Regions from separate parts of the Capsicum annuum genome. Here region 1 is linked to region 2. The links are chromatin contacts, called in public Hi-C maps. All regions are on one chromosome and are shown on one strand. The core of a region is the stretch at or near the end of the contact, and the rest is flanking DNA. Distances in the headings are between cores, read along the strand shown. Region 1 holds the start of LOC107848485. Region 2 has its middle 63 kb from the start of LOC107848221.

Region 1 (3,522 bases), core at 212-2,711, 210 kb after region 2:
TGTCGTACTACTGTTTATGTCGATGACATAAATCTTATTGGAACTCCAATAGAGCTTCGAAAGGCAATTAATTACCTAAAGAAATAATTTGAGATAAAAGATCTCGAAAGAATAAAATTATGCCTTTATTTGCAAATTGAGCATTTGACAAACGATATCTTTGTCCATCAATCTGTCTATGTAGAAAATATGTTGAAAAGGTTTTATATAGATGAAGTACATCCATTAAGTACTCCAATGGTTGTTCGATCACTTGATGTGAATAAGGATTCATTCCGACCTCAAGAAAAGAATGAGAAATTCTTTGATCTTGAAGTACTATATTTTAGTGCAATTGGTGCACTAATGTATCTTGCAAATACTACAAAGCCTGATATAGCCTCATCAGTTAATTTATTAGTAATGTATAGTTCTGCTACTACTAGGAGACATTGGAATGGGATCAAACACATATTACGGTACCTCAAAGGAACTACCGATATGGGCTTATTTTATTCTGAAGATTGTACTCCGATCTTGTTAGTTATGCTGATGCTGGGTATTTATCTGACCCACATAAAGCTTGATTTCAAACAGGATATGTGTTCATATGTGGGGTATTGCCATATCTTGAAGATCTACAAAGTAGTCTATCGTAGCCGTTTCATCAAACTATGCTGGGATAATAGTTATTCGCGAAGCAAGCCGAGAGTATGTGTGGTTGAGGTCCATGATACATCTCATTTGAGAAAAATATAATTTGAAATGTGACAAAATATTCACAATTTTATATGACAATAATGCAGCATACATAGCATAACATAAGGGGGATCCATAAAAGGAGATAGAACGAAGCACATTTCGCCAAAGTTTTTCTACACACATGAACTACAAAAGAATGGTGATATTAATGTGCAATAGACTCGTTTAAGTGACAATATGGATGATTTATTCACCAAGTCTCTTCCAACTGCAACTTTCAAGAAAATAGTGCACAAAATCGGAATGCAAAGATTCAATGATGTTCTCATTAGGGAGAGTTAATACGCATTGTACTCTTTTTTCTTACGAGGTTTTGTCCCACTGAATTTTTCTTATAAGGTTTTTAATGTGGAAGCCTATATGCATATTATTAGAGTTGTGTACTCGTTTTCCTTCACTAGAGTTTTACTATTTTGAGTTTTTTTCTAGCAAGGTTTAACAAGGCACATTATCTATTAGACATTCAAGCGGGAATATTAATGTATATTGATTGTAATGAATATCTATCAAAAGTATAGATAGTATATATCAATGTATGAAATATTTATCTTTTAGAGAGAAACTAACTGAATTTTCCTCTATAAATAAAGAAACTTTCTTCATTATATATCATTTCCAAGCAAAATAGGAATTACACTCTCTATTCTCTCTTTTCGTCTTTTCTTCTTTATATTTCATGAAGTCTTTTAATCCATACCACCTAATTTTTCCAAATGCAAATGGATTTCAGAAATGTACTTGCCCAAAGTTGCATTTAATTAGGCCCAACAAGCCTTTTTCCCAATTTTAATGTTCTTTGATTTAAATTTTTACTCTTCCTCTTTGAACAAAATTTTCATTCTACTATAATTCAACGGCGATTCTCCCTCCGATCTAAAATCCAATTTCAGGTTTCCTTCTTAAATCTGTTCTCTCTCTCTCTTTTATTTGAATAAAAAAAACTTAAACTTATTACAAAAAATTGGGTAAAAAAATACAACCTTTGTTAATTATTATTATTATTATTTTAAATTCCCTTTTTTTTTCCTCAAATTTTTGGTTTTGGTAAATAACTGGGTTTACAGAAATGGCAGAGCAGAAGCAGAAGCAGCAAGTGGGATCTAAAAAAGTGAATGAACTTCGTCCATTGGATAATGGGATTAATATAACTGTTAAAGCTATTAGTAAGAAAACAATTGCACAAAGAAATCGTCTTGCTGAATGTTTGGTTGGTGATGATACTGGAATTATTATATTCACTGCTCGCAATGATCAAGGTAATTTTTGTTTCTGTAATTCTTGTGGATTGATTCCTAATGCTTTATTTCGTTCTTTGATTGAGATTGAGTCTTTATTGTTAAATTTGGACTTTTGTTTAATAAATGCGGAGTTTATGTTGTGAAGACCGAGGGTCTATTGAAAATAACTCTCAACCTCACCTTAGAGGTACAAACTACTTGCACTTTATCCTCCAAGACCCCATATATGTTGTTGTTGTGGAGATTATGTTTTTAAGATCTTGTAATTGATGTTGATGGTTGAACTCTTTCCGATGATTTTTTTGTGGTGCATAGATCGGAGAGTTTGGAGGTCGCATATAAGGTAGAAGGTTAGTTGGTATTGAGTCTTTTCTTGCTTTCCTTGGGGATAGGTTTGGTGGTCATCATTTTGACCTCTCTTCTTACCAGTATTACTGGCACTATGCTTTATTTAGTTTATGATTGAGAAAAAATTGAGTCTTTATTGTTAGATGTATTTCATTAATGTGGAGTTTATATTATTAAGATCTCGTAATTGAGGTTGATGTTTTGTTGTTGCATCTTTATCTTACCTAGGACATGACGTTAGACAGGAGAGTTTGGAGGTCACGTATTAAGGTGGAATGTTAGTTGGTAGTTGAGTGTAAGCTTGGTGGTAAATGATGGGATCTCTCTTCTTACCAGTATTATTAGCACTATGCTTTTTTTTGTTTGTTTATGATTATGAAAAAATCGAGTCTTTATTTGTTAGAATTGAACTTTTATTTCATCAATGTCGAGTTTATGTTGTTAAGATCTTGTGATTGATGTTGATTCTTAATCTTACCAAGGATATGGTCTTAGATAGGAGAGTTTGGAGGTTAGTGTATTAAGGCAGAAGGTTTAGTTGGTAATTGAGTGTTTTCTTGCTTCCGTTGGGGATAGGCTTGGTGTTCATTCTTGGACCTCCCTTTTTATATAATGTAGAGTTTATATTATTAAGATCCTCATCATTGGTGTTGATGGGTGAGCCATTTTTTGATGATTTTTGTTGGTGCATTTTGATCTTACTGAGGATAGGCCTTAGATTGGAGAGTTTGGAGGTCATGTATTCTTGTAAAAGGTTAGTTGGTAATTGAGTGTTTTCTTGCTTCCTGGGATCGGCTTGGTTGGTAATTATTGGATCTCCCTTCTTTACAGTAGTATTGAGAAAAAAGTTGAGTCCTTATTGTTAGAATTGGACTTTTATTTTGTTAATATCAAGTTTATGTTGTCAAGATCTTGTCATTGGTGTTGAAGGGTGAACTCTTTGCGATGATTTTTGTTGGTGCATCTTGATCTTATTGAGGATATGACTTTGATAGGAGAGTTTGGAGATCGCATATTAATGTAGAAGGTTAGTTGGTAGTTGAGTGTTTTCTTACTTACCTGGGGATATGTTTGGTGGTCATTATTTTGACCTCCCTTCGTACCAGTATTATGCTTTATTTAGTTTATGATTGAGAAAAAATTGAGTCTTTATTTGTTGGAACTGGACTTTTGTTTAATCAATGCGGAGTTTATA
Region 2 (3,490 bases), core at 595-3,094:
ACTTCTATTCATTAACTACTACACTGTTAAATATTTAGTTGGGAAGAAGAGGCAAAATAAATTTAATAATTTTGATTGAACATAATGGCAATTACGGATAAATTAATAAATCTTCATATGAGGTGAAATCGAAAGAAGAGATGGAGTGATCAAAATTCTTATTAAAAGATAATATGCAGGAAGTCCTCAGTGATATTGAGATACTCAATATAAATAAAAATACTTAATATATGCCTTTTGAAAATAGAGAACAATTTTATTGTGTTGGTGAAAAATAAGGTGGTTAAAGTGCAAAATATCAAAAAATAAATAGGATAGGGTGCACATCACAAAAGAAGACATGCACTAAGGGGTTGTTTGGTAGAGTGGATTAGCAAAAATAATGCATGTATTAATTAATGTGTATTATAAATATCTTGTTTGGTATAATTTTTAGTCTATGTATAACTAATGCAAGCATTAGTTATACACTCTATTGTGTATTAATGTGTGTATTACTAATACCACTCATTTTCTATGTATTAGTAATGTAAAGTCTTTAATACATGCATTAACTTATTAAATGACCTTAATACCCCTCAATTTTCCTCTCAAAATATTTTATTATTCCTTTTCCCACCATTTTAATTTGCAATAGTGAATTTTTACAAAACATTTCACAATTTTTTTCCCACCATTTTAATCTACAATAATGAATAATTGATTTAAATAATTGTAACATATTTTTGCTTTGCTTCGAGGGTTTTTAAAAAGATTAAAAAAAATTGAGACTATTTCTTAATTTTACGTCTTATATTTTATTTTTATTTCGACTGTGTTAATTGGTTGGCGTAATATTCCATACGCAAAGACGAAGGTCTTGCAATTAATCCAAAACCTCTATATATTAGTTCAACAATACTAATTATATTTGAGATGACAAAAAAATTTTATTATAAAAAAGTGTACAAAATCAAAGAAGGATATTTTTGTAAACAAACATTTCTTTTATAGAAATTATGTAAGATGTATTATTTCCTATACATCAAACCAAATAATGTATAAAAAATAATATATGCATAACTAATACAACTATTATTAATACACTATATTTTACATTGATCTTATACACTCTACCAAATGACTTTATAGGTGTATAATGTGATGGACTTGATTTGTTTTATTGAAGTTTGGTGTATTTATGTTTAAATTTTATTTTACTATCTTTTAGGGACTAAAAGTCTAGAAGTAGTGAGTCCACTCCTCAGTAAAACAGTGAACTTCTTCGAGATTTAGCGATACCGCAACACCTGATTCTTATTAATGAATTGGCAAGACTTAAAACAAGTATTCGAGCTTGAAAAGGCTAATTGAGCAAATCCACGTCGTTTAACATAATCAACACTTCTCAGCTTTTAGTAAATTTCAATGTTTCAATTTCTATTTTACAATTCAAACACATGGTTTAAACATAAATGCATTTTTCTACCTTAAACTATAAATGAAATTTCTAAGATAAAGAGTATCCTATTATCCGTACTAATGAAATTATATTTTTGATAAGCTTAAATATCTACCTAGCACATTAAGCAATAGATTCTCTCTCTAGTTCTGGCTCGTGGTGCACGTTAGTCTACGCGTGGCACCGGAGTTCTGTCATAGCTAGGGGACGCGGAAAAGGTCGAGGAAGAGGGCGGGGAAGACCGAGAAAAGAACCTATTGTTGTGGGTGGGAGTTCAACTAGACGAACTGGTGATATTTATAAGGGTAAAATGGTTACATCCACTCCAAATTCTGATGGGATGGGCGGTGCAACGACCACTTCTGGGCAGGGGGCATTTCGAAGAGATTTGAGTATGACTACTACACCTTCCACTCACCAACCTATCCCTAACCTTAGCCCTGAAGGTGCAAAAATTAATGGAACAGTAATAAGTGTGGGGAAGAACACTATATCTGCTGCTCCCGAAGAGGTAATTGAGGTTAGTGCTACTCAAGCCTCCTCTGTAGTCTCGAACGACGAAAGAAATGTTACCAATCGCATGTACAACCATGGAAATCGCTATTTACTAACAATCGATCGGCCATAAATGGACTCAAACGGGAATACATAGCACCTCAACTTGTTAATGGTAAGCCTGTTATTCAACTTGACTCAGGAGAGGTTACGAAGAAAGTTACGAAATGGAATTGTGCGCTAATAGCATATTTCATAGGAGATATAACAGGGTAAAATGCTATGACACGATATGTTAACCCAATTTGGTCTACTGTTGTGAGTCCTGAAGTAATTTATCATGAAGAAGGGTGTTATATTATTCGCTTTGCTTCAATTGAAGATATGAATGAGATCTTATACGCAGGACCATACACCATTAATAATAGGCCAATTATTCTTAAACCCTGTCGTTGAACTTTGATTTTAGCAAAGAGTTTCCAACAGAAATTCCACTTTGAGTTAAATTCCCAAACCTTCCAATGTCTTGTTGGGGTCACAATTACTTTGAGTAGAATTGCGGATATTGTTGGGGTTCCCCTTTATGTCGATGCAAACAGACAAGAATTTCCTTTGCGCCAATGTTAATTGAGGTGAATATTACTCAAACTCTACCAGATATTGTCACAGTTTTGGATCCTATGGGTAGGGAGTTTGAACTTCAAGTTGAGTACGATTGGAAACCAAAATTTTTCCTTAAATGTTCAGTTGTTGGACATAAATGCCCAGATCAGGAGAAACAAGACTTGAAGAATGTTTTGCCATAAAAAAAGAAAGCCTATCTCTAAGAAGATTATCCAACAATGACAAACAACAGGTGTGATTTTCCCTCCCCTAGCAACGCAATCTGGTGACTTGGATGCTCCCATAAAGGCTGTGGATGAGAGTGTGACAAGGGTACCAGATATCATTCAGTCTGAGACTAAGGCGAAATCCCCTGTACGGGTTGATAGAGAGCAACATCAGCAACAGGTAACAGGCCCTCCAAGTCCAGAGTTCAATTTACTGAATTTTCCCATATTATGTTTCGTTCCAACGAAGAATGGATTTGGGGTGCTACAAAGAGGTTTACGGTGTCAAGTTCTATCACTCCCGAAATTGGGAGGTCCCTCCAATACCATCCAATAAGTTGGGTTGTTTGGAACATTAGAGGGTTAAACAAGTGGAATAAGCAAAAATAATCGAAGTTATTTTTAAAGATCAAATATATTCAATTTGTTGTATTAGTGGAAACAAGAGTTAAGGCTCCAAGAGCTCCTAGAATATTATCTACTATTTTTCCTAGCTGGGATATTCTGGATAACTACCCAAAGGTTGTAAATGGTAGAATATGGATTGTTTGGAAGCCAAATTACTATCAGGTGGTGTCCATTAGAACAATCTCCCAAAGCATCCATTGTTCTGTCAAGGCTATTGTATCTTCACTTGATTGTTTCTTCATAGCTGTTTATGGTTTAAACTCTCTGGAAGGTAGGAAAAGTCTTTGGGAGGAGTTACTAACAATAGGTCCAAATG

The links. A called contact is a pair of places that touch in the nucleus more often than the background predicts.
Region 1: a contact with region 2 is called in a Hi-C map of leaf, with 3 times the contacts expected there. The contact joins the promoter of LOC107848485 here to the enhancer-like site in region 2. A contact is called at or near these places in 2 of 5 Hi-C or Micro-C datasets (leaf and placenta).

The regions. Positions count from the first base shown.
Region 1 is chr11:40,251,274-40,254,795 of UCD10Xv1.1, forward strand. LOC107848485 reads left to right here and starts at 1,462. Exons shown (of 3, transcript XM_016693260.2): 1 at 1,462-1,631; 2 at 1,806-1,997. The coding sequence starts at 1,808.
Region 2 is chr11:40,037,412-40,040,901 of UCD10Xv1.1, forward strand. No RefSeq gene overlaps it. Among protein-coding and RNA genes, the nearest start is that of LOC107848221, 63 kb to the right of the region's middle. Within about 2 kb of position 1,845, at least 4 of the 5 cell types and tissues checked have an H3K27ac peak or open chromatin away from gene starts, as enhancers often do. A contact at or near this core is called in leaf, where this site is marked.